Linked DNA regions of Gossypium arboreum: region 2 is linked to region 1. A link is a contact called in public Hi-C data. All regions are on one chromosome and are shown on one strand. Each heading gives the region's core, a stretch centred on a gene start, on an enhancer-like site or on the middle of the called end of the contact. The rest is flanking DNA. Distances are from core to core; before and after follow the strand shown. Region 1 holds the start of LOC108458199. Region 2 holds the start of LOC108460674 (probable sugar phosphate/phosphate translocator At3g11320).

Region 1 (4,505 bases), core at 1,240-3,739:
AGACAAATCTTCAGTTCAAGGTAAGTGACCCAACCCATGAACAGGTCTAACCTTACATGAGTCAAAAACTGAAAAAAAAAAGGTGAATAATAAGATAGTGTTTTTTTTTTTTTAAATAATGAATTTAGAATCCCTGAATCATGTGATACTGAACTAATCCATAATTCACAATGAGAAGCACATGCTTCCCATTTTTTGTGGTTCTGTTTGTTCGAAGTTGTAACTTCTGTTCTAGGACTATTCATGCATGTTTAGTTCTATCATCTAAGAATGCTGCATCAACTGTGCATTATAGGTTTTTGGATCTGATTTGGGTTATAGAAGCACGATTAGGAACGCCAATGGTACCTTTAAATATTTCCACCCATACTTGCCTTAAACTCAAACTTAACTTTGGTTCTAGCATCAGAATCCAATCCCAAAATGGAAAAAATTCACCAGAAATCAAACCACCCCACCCCCAAACTTGAACTCCATTTTCAAATATCATGTTCATACAGCAGCAATTAATAGAAATTCCAGGCACAATAAACTGTATATTTCAAAATGACAGCGTAAAGTCTCCAAATTATACAAATGCTAGAGCTATCAAGTTATCACATTTCCAGGTTCGATAAAATCCCATCATGAAACCTCAAATTCAATTTTAAAAGGAGGTGGGATACAAACTTAAGTGTAAAACAGATACATCACCTAATTTTTGAACTGACTGCTTCCGTCTTACACAACCTTCGGCAAATTCCTATGCTCCATATTCGACTTCATGCGTTCTGCTAATAATTAACAGATAAGGAATCACATTCTAAGAATATCAGGAGACGCGCATGCTTAAGAATATCAGGAATCACAAAGGTGAAATCTGTGGCATGCTTAAGATTGAAAAGGGAAGCGAACAATAATTCTCAAATAACCAAATAGGAAGCAACAGAAAAGCATGAAGATACAAATGTAGTTATCCTCTTTTCTCTGTGATGGATAGCCAATTCAAACAATCAATTTATTTACTTAATTTACATGTCCTGGTAAAATTAACAGAAATTTATCAGACCTGGAAAAAGGTTTGAAAGGCAGCTTCCGCCATTCCTGCTCTGGCCTACTCAACGTTTTGGTCAAGTAATACATTATAGAACTTGCAGTGTTAAAAAGATCTTATTCAAACTTCATAAGTTTCGGGTGTGTAATTCAACAATGGTAATCAGAAAAATTAATCTAAGACTAAGAGTTTCCCTTTTCACAATATATTCAACCAATTAATAGGTTTAGAAATAACTAATAATCATTCAGCTTAAGTTTCAGACACCTATTCATCACACCATTTTAAATCCATGTAATTTGTAGAAATCAGAAAACAAAACCGACTAAAACGGTCATCACAACTAATAAACAAGTTCTTGAATGCAAAAAAAAAAAAAAAAAACAAGGGGCATCTGTTTGAGAACCTAATACAAATTCAACCAATCATCAGCCATAGACATAAACATCTTACCTAGCGGAGCATCAACCAGAAACTAGCTTAACAAAAATGCAGATTGCATTAAGTAGTATGAGAGGAACTCTCATGTATTGAGTGGCGTAAATGAGACCAATAAGTTGCCCTTTAAATGACTTTGTACGCCCTGCAGAGAAATCCGAGAAACTCCATCCTCTGGGAGCAAGAAAACGATCCTCATTTAATATTGCCAAAGCATTTGCAAGAAGCAAAAATCCTTCTAATAACGTCCACAAGCCCATTTTCTGCATATTAAAGGGTTTCTATTAATCTTCAACCAACTTCTAAAACTTTTCACACAAAAGCGTAGCCATGAAGATAAAGAAAAATCCATCAATTATGAATCCGGAAAACAAAACAGAAATAACATAAAGATTCTTAAAACGCAGCAGGCATAAGTAACTAAAAAACCGATTACAGCATCTTCAGTTTCAGCTAGAATAAACTTCTAAATGCAAACATAACATCAACGATAATTGAGTTCATTTTGATTTCTAGAACACCAATAAGGTGATTTAGTAAAACCCCATATTCCATAAGCAAGCTATGGAAAAGAGGGTAAACTCAGAAAAGCAGATCAAAGGGATTCCGATGTTGACTAAAAATTAAAACCCATTCGAAAAATAAATACTTTGTTGGATTTAGAGGGACTAGATCCATGGGTTCTTATCTATATATAGAAAACAAAAACATAATAAACAACTTAAAATCTATGGAATTTGAAGGGAAACAAAAAGCAGATCATGATTTCTAAATAAAAAGACCATGTTTAAACATTGAACAATACAAAGCATCAGAATGAAAGAGATTAAAGGGAACATTGAGAAAATAAATAAAGAATTAAAGGTTACATGCAAAAGAAGTGAAGATATGGGTGCTGCAGATTGAGAGAGCTGGTTCCTTCCTTGCAACTGTAAATAGATTCGACATTTAGAAAAGGAAAAGGACCCGTAAATAAATCCGGTTTGAAATGGGTCGGTTCGGATCCATCAAGGCACAAAAGGGTAGTACTTTTAAGACCAAACACCCAAAATGTATTTTCCCCCTACTACCCAAAGCCCAAATGTATGGTTTCTTTTTTATGTACCGATATATTAACCTGTATTTAATGGCACTAAAATAATATTAAAGAAAATTGGAAATAATAAATTATATAAGTAATTCATTAATACAAAAAGGCTTAAATAAAAAATCGGTACTTGTCCATTTCTCCTAAATTGATACTTAAGATTTTTTTTCCTAGGTTAATACCCGAACTTTTTTTTTGTCAACTAAATTAGAACTCGAATGTAATTCGTTCGTTTTTTTATAATGTGGCAACTGGTTAATCGTTAGGCGTCAAGTGGAGTCCTATTTGGCAATGATTGGGTCTTCTTTTTTTTCCTTGGAAAATAAAAATTAAATACTTTTTTTCATTAATTATAATAAAAATTACCTTAAATCATTTCACCCGATTATTTAACATTCTATTCTTTTTATTTTTTTCTACCTATTCATCATTTTCTAATATTTTTGTTAATATTCTTTTAGGGTTTATCCTGATAACACGCCCAATTCCCATAACTAGAGTCGAAGAAGAAAATAAGGAAAAATGGCTTCATCAACCAACAAAAAAATCAAGTGGTCAAATGAGGTTGTGTACTATCATTGTGGGTTAAGAGCTCCTGTTTGCAACGTGAATACTCCACGGAACAAAGGGAGAAAATTATTTAGGTGTGTGAAGTTCAAAAATGTAAAAGTTTGAATTTTAATTGTTGGGTTGAAGGAAATTAGGGTTTGTGCATTGGTTGTGTACTACCATTGTTGTGTGTGCAAAAAAACAAAAGGCTTTGTGATTTTGGTTGAATATTTTGTGTAATTTAGGGTTTAGTGTTTTAACATGTTTTGGAAATAAATTTGAATTATTTTGTTTCAAGTTGGAAATATGTAAATTTTACCTTAGTTACACATATAAGCTCTATTTTTTTTTTTGTTCTATGTGAGAAAGGAAAACTGAGGGTTGTGATTTTTACCAATGGGTTAAATTTAACGGTAACAATATGAATTCAATAGGAGAAGAACAGGGATGCATAATTGATAAAATAATTTTGCAAAATAAGATGTTGTTGACAGAGAATGGGAGATTAAGATTTAAGAACAATGAGCTCAATATAAAAGAAATGCAAAGAATGCGATTAAAGGTAACTCGTTCAAAAGAAAAGATCACATTGTACAAGGCTAATATGTCAAGAAATAACAAAGTAATATTTGCTTATAAGATGTTAATTGTATCATGGATGGTGTTCCGGGTATGTTGCTTATGGATAGTGATTTGTTGTCTATGTATTTGTTGCACTTATGAGTTTTTGTGCCAATATGAGTGAGATTTTTCTCAATTCCTCATATTTTTATTTCACTATAAATACTTAACACTCTCTTTGCTTTTATCCCTTTCTATGCTTTTATCACACTCGCAATGCTTCTGTGTCAAGCTTATAGAAGCTTCTTTCCTTAAGTTGTCTGTTGGTAAGTTCTTAAATTCCTCTTTAAGTTTACCAGATAGAAAGGAGTTGTTGTAAGAGCTATTCAGCAGGGCTTTCATTTGAATACTACATAGGAAGGAAAGTTCCATCCCTAAATTATTTGTACGTTCATTGATTCATGTTATTTCATTAAGTTTTAGTTATTCTTATATTTAAAAGAAGTCATTTGATTATTTTAGCCAAAGATAGGGGAGAAGGTCCTGGTGCTAAAAGGAAAGAACCCATTGAGTAGGAAAGTTCTAAGTGAATATTTCTGGTGAGTTCCTTTATACCTTGAGTCTGTTATTTACATTATTTCATTTAAGTTTAACTACTATATATCTAGGTAAGTGGCTTTAACCCTTGATCATGGTACTTGCATCAAAAGAGACGTGTTTAAAGAGTCGATGCATGCATGGTTATAGGCAATAAATCAGAAACAAAATTCATGTATGTGCATGGGTATAAATACTCATTCCTTGATACACAAGATTTGTATCTAAAATGGTGTAAGG
Region 2 (4,741 bases), core at 765-3,264, 180 kb after region 1:
CTTCATTTCTAAAAACTTACAGCCGCTCTATATAAATTTCCCCCAAATCGGAAATCTTATTAGGGTTTTAGACCTTTTTCAGGATTCGAAAGGAATAAGCTTCAGCGTCCAAATCGGGAGGAAATGGTGAAGGGACGCCAAGGAGAGCGTGTCAGGTAACCTTTGATCTCTTCACTTGTTCTTCGTTCTGAACCTACCTCCTTTTTACTATCAATTTTCCCAGTTTGACGTACGGAATATAGCTTTTGGATTTTACTCACTCACTTTTTTTTTTGGCAGACTCTATGTAAGAGGAACAATCTTGGGTTACAAAAGGTAGTAAGACTTTTCCAAAAAAAATTAACTGTTTTATTGTTGTTGGTTTAAAGCTGGGCTTTTAGTTTTAGGAATTAGAGGAAACTCTTTTTACGGAAATTGAATATTTAGTTAAATGTAGGATTAAATTTAGCTGATTTAATCTGTTAAATGGAAAATAAAGTTGAAGTTTTAACTGTATTGTTTGTTTGTTATGAAATTGAGTGAAGGAAACAAAAAATTAGTTACTTTTTGTTTTTTTGCTGAAGTAGGTTTTTTATTGACTATAGGTGCTGGGTAGTGCTTCATTTTCGAACTAAAATCAGTGTTTGGGTAATAAAGGGTGATTGAATTTCTAGGTTTTAGAATGAGGGTTTGGAGTTGTGTTTTTTTAGATGTTCTGAGTTGAAGAACTAGACATTGATTTTGGGGGCTGTTATATTTTATGTTTGGGATTTAAGCTTATTATTTGTTTGATGGTGGTGGTGTGGTTAGGTCGAAGTCGAACCAGTACCCAAATACTTCTTTGATCCAGATTGAGCGAGTTAACACCAAGGAGGAAGTAGCTTGGTATGCAGGAAAGCGCATGGCTTATATATACAAAGCTAAGGTGAAGAAGAATGGCTCACACTATCGCTGCATTTGGGGAAAGGTCACTAGACCTCATGGTAACAGTGGTGTTGTTCGTGCTAAGTTCAAGTCTAACCTTCCCCCAAAATCTATGGTGAGCGTGTTACATTGTTATTATTTAATGGATTTCTCAACAATGTGTTTTAGATCTTACTTCATCTTTTTGTTTCCATTGCAGGGAGATCTAGTCAGAGTCTTCATGTACCCTAGCAATATCTAAGGTAATCTTGGCTTCACAGTTTATGTTCTATCTTATTTGTTTTGTGGATTTACGAGTTTGCCACTTTCTTTGGTTGAACCGGGATTTGTTTGTTTGTATGTGATGAATCTTCTTCAGTTTAATGATTGCAACTTTCTGTTTGAAGATTAGCTGCTTGACGGACAAGCTAATTTTTGTACATTAATTGCCTTCTGTATTCATTGTTATGTCCTTTTTGTGTGTCTGTTACAATTTTTGCTGTGAATTTGTGTTGAAGTCTAGGCATGTGAACAACTGCAACTTTTATAATGACTACATCTGTAATTATTCAAACGTTTGATCATTGCTATGGTTGACACAATCTGTCATCTTTTAGCCTAATTCTTGTCTAGATCCTTGCACCTCGCCTTAAAACATTTGTTCAAATTGTTTATATAGTGATATTAATCTCGTTTTAGAGTGTGATAAATCGTCCTTGTGACATACTATTGTAGCTACTAATGCTTGTTTACTATCTCCTAATTTTGCATTTTCTTCTTTGTTTGCAGCTGTCTCGATGCCGGACGGCTTGTGATTGACTACTTGAGTGACTCTGCCTTTTCACTTTGTTCTGATAAACTTATTCAACATGTTTGGTGTTTATTTTTGGTTTGTTTAGGATGGTGTATGAAATAAGACAATTAGCATTTTGTTTACACATATTTTCTTTTCTCAAGGATTTTTACTTAAATTTGAAGATTTTGGATAATCATTCATTTTTTGGGAATCTATTGTCATCTTTGGTCTTCTGCTAGGTTTTTAGCTAGGGGCTAATCGAGCTCGACTCAGAGGGGAATCTTTATAAAATTACTTTGATTTTCTTTATTTATTAAAATGATAATTTTTTGCTAAACTCTTCACTCTTAATTAAAAGAAAGAAACAATTCATTTCTATTGAATTTTGTATCTAAAATTGAGCTAACATATTTCTAATAAACCCAAACGAATAAACTAATGAGTCTCAATTAATTAATTGGTAAACCCACCTTGTCCTCTTCCATAAGGCCCTAAATAAATAACATTAGGAAAAATTCAAAAAGAAACACAGAAACACACAAGCTTTTATATCCCATTTCTTCCTCTCTCTTTAGTCCTTTCTTCAGAAAAATCTGTAGAGAGAGCCACATTCTTTCCATTTGGTGTTCCTCAAAACTGAAAAGCTTTCTTTTTAAAAAAAATAAAAACTCTTTTTTAAGGTAACATTTCTAGATTTTCTGCCATTTTGGAAATGGGGATCCTTGATTTTCTAAAGAGAAACTTCAATTAAATCCATAGAAGCTAATTCAATCCCATCATTCCAAAATAAAAAATAAAAAATAAAAAAAAATCCCTTTGTTTCCAAGAAAAAGACCCATTGTTTAACAGATTTCAAGTTAATCCCGTTTTCTTTCTCCTTTTTTTAATCCCAGATACCCAGATCTTCAAAACACCAAAGAAGACCATGAAAACCAACTCCAAATTGTTCACAATCGGGCTAGTAACAGCCTGGTACTCCTCCAACATTGGTGTATTGTTGTTAAACAAATATTTACTAAGCAATTATGGTTTCAGATACCCCATCTTCTTAACCATGTGTCACATGACAGCTTGTTCATTGTTAAGCTACATCGCAATTGCATGGATGAAGATGGTCCCCATGCAGACCATTCGATCTAGGGTCCAATTCTTCAAGATTTCGGCGTTGAGTTTGGTATTTTGTGTGTCGGTGGTGTTTGGGAATATTTCTTTGAGGTTCCTTCCGGTTAGCTTTAATCAGGCTGTTGGTGCTACGACGCCATTTTTTACGGCGGTATTTGCTTACTTGATGACATTAAAGAGGGAGGCATGGCTTACTTATCTTACCCTTGTTCCTGTTGTTGCTGGGGTTATCATTGCCAGTGGGGTATGTATTTTGCTTGTTTTTCTTGGAATATGAAATTGTTTACCCTTTTCTTTTGCTTTTACTGGAAATGGGTTTGGCTTAACTTTGTTGGTTTTATATAATATAAGTGATGATAGAGTAGTTAATGAAATTGGTAGCTTATTTTAGGGATCTGTTGATAATCTTTTTGGAATGTGGAAACTGGTTTCTTTTATTTTTGTTCAAATTAGTGTTGATTTGCTCCTTTTTTTTTGTTGGATAATGGTTCAAAGTGTTGTATTGTTGTAAATAAATGGGTTCTTGAGTCTCATTTCAATTTTGTGACCATCATGTAGCCTAAAGAATCCATTAATTGTTGTAGATTGCAGTACTTTGAACTTAGAATTATGAATTGAAGGATTTGCTTCTAGCTCTTTTCAGCTGCTGAAAAATGGAATTGAAATACCCTGTTTCTTATCTTAATTTGGAGGGTTTTTAAATAATAATGATCATAATTTGTGGATGGAGAGGGATCCATTTACACCGGTGCACCCTTTTGTATCTTTTTGTACAATCAATATTTTAAGATCCAACCTCCATTCATATGTCAAATTTGATGCAAATTAAAAATTTATAAGGATTTGTTTTAGGTAAAAATCTTTCAACCATTTAATAGATATTTATGTGTAGTATTTTAGATCAATATGATGAAGATATCTGATCAGTTTGAAAATTTACATGCATGACAATTACAATTTCAACGATAAATTCAACGGTTGGATTGTTAAAATATTAATCATACGAAGAGATATAAAAAGGTGTAAAACTACTTTAGTTTTACACTAGTGTAACTGGATCCCGTCCCCTTTGTGGGTTATCTATTCTTTTATGTTGGTTTCATATAGATAATTAACTCATGAACTTATTGTTTATGATTCATCAATGCATCTCTTTTTCCTCCTCTGCTTTTTCTCTGGCATTTTCCATATTGTATGTTTCAATTGTGCTACTTAGAAGGGTGTAGCATTGAATTTTGCCCATCTATTGATTTGAAATCCTTCAAGTTTCCTCATTTTATCTTTATAATATTTCATTTGATTTACCTGCCTTCTTATTGTTATTTTTCATTTTTCTTACATGACCATAGGGTGAACCAAGTTTCAACCTATTTGGTTTTATCATGTGCATCTCAGCTACGGCTGCAAGGGCTCTTAAGACAGTTTTACAAGGGATTTTGCTTTCTTCTGAAGGGTTAGGAATGTTTATGCCTTTTGCTCCTGCTTTGTTTTGCATGGCTTAATTTATGTTAGTTCTAGAGTAGAAAAGTTTGTGAAAAAATTATTGTTATTTTATCTTAGAGAGAAGCTGAATTCCATGAACCTCCTCCTCTACATGGCTCCAATGGCTGTCGTATTTCTACTTCCCGCAACGCTTATTATGGAAGAAAATGTGGTTGCCATTACCCTTGCCCTTGCTAGAGATGACATCAAGATCATTTGGTATCTATTATTCAATTCAGCACTAGCATATTTTGTGAATTTGACCAACTTTTTGGTCACAAAACACACCAGTGCCCTGACTTTGCAGGTATGACATGCGTGATACTTGTAACAGACTTTACTCAACATTTTCCCCTAATATTTTGGCTTTTAGGAACTTGCCACGTAAATGTTGCATTCTCTTTCAAAGGAAAAATGAAACGTATCCTATGATAATAGTATTTTAATTCCACGAACTCC

The links. A called contact is a pair of places that touch in the nucleus more often than the background predicts.
Region 2: a Hi-C map of leaf shows a contact between it and region 1, with 3 times the contacts expected there. The contact joins the promoter of LOC108460674 here to the promoter of LOC108458199 in region 1. A contact is called at or near these places in 3 of 5 Hi-C or Micro-C datasets (all in leaf).

Annotation. Positions count from the first base shown.
Region 1 is chr4:16,080,799-16,085,303 of ASM2569848v2, forward strand. It overlaps LOC108458199, which reads right to left and starts at 2,490. Exons shown (of 3, transcript XM_053026578.1): 1 at 2,341-2,490; 2 at 1,487-1,734; 3 at 434-773. The coding sequence starts at 1,731. The coding sequence ends at 1,498.
Region 2 is chr4:16,260,533-16,265,273 of ASM2569848v2, forward strand. It overlaps LOC108460674 (probable sugar phosphate/phosphate translocator At3g11320), which reads left to right and starts at 2,015. Exons shown (of 5, transcript XM_053027029.1): 1 at 2,015-2,358; 2 at 2,572-3,044; 3 at 4,150-4,253; 4 at 4,361-4,589. The coding sequence starts at 2,604. It overlaps LOC108460676 (60S ribosomal protein L35a-1-like), which reads left to right. Exons shown (of 5, transcript XM_017760263.2): 1 at 1-155; 2 at 280-315; 3 at 790-1,018; 4 at 1,103-1,145; 5 at 1,672-1,889. The coding sequence starts at 124. The coding sequence ends at 1,144.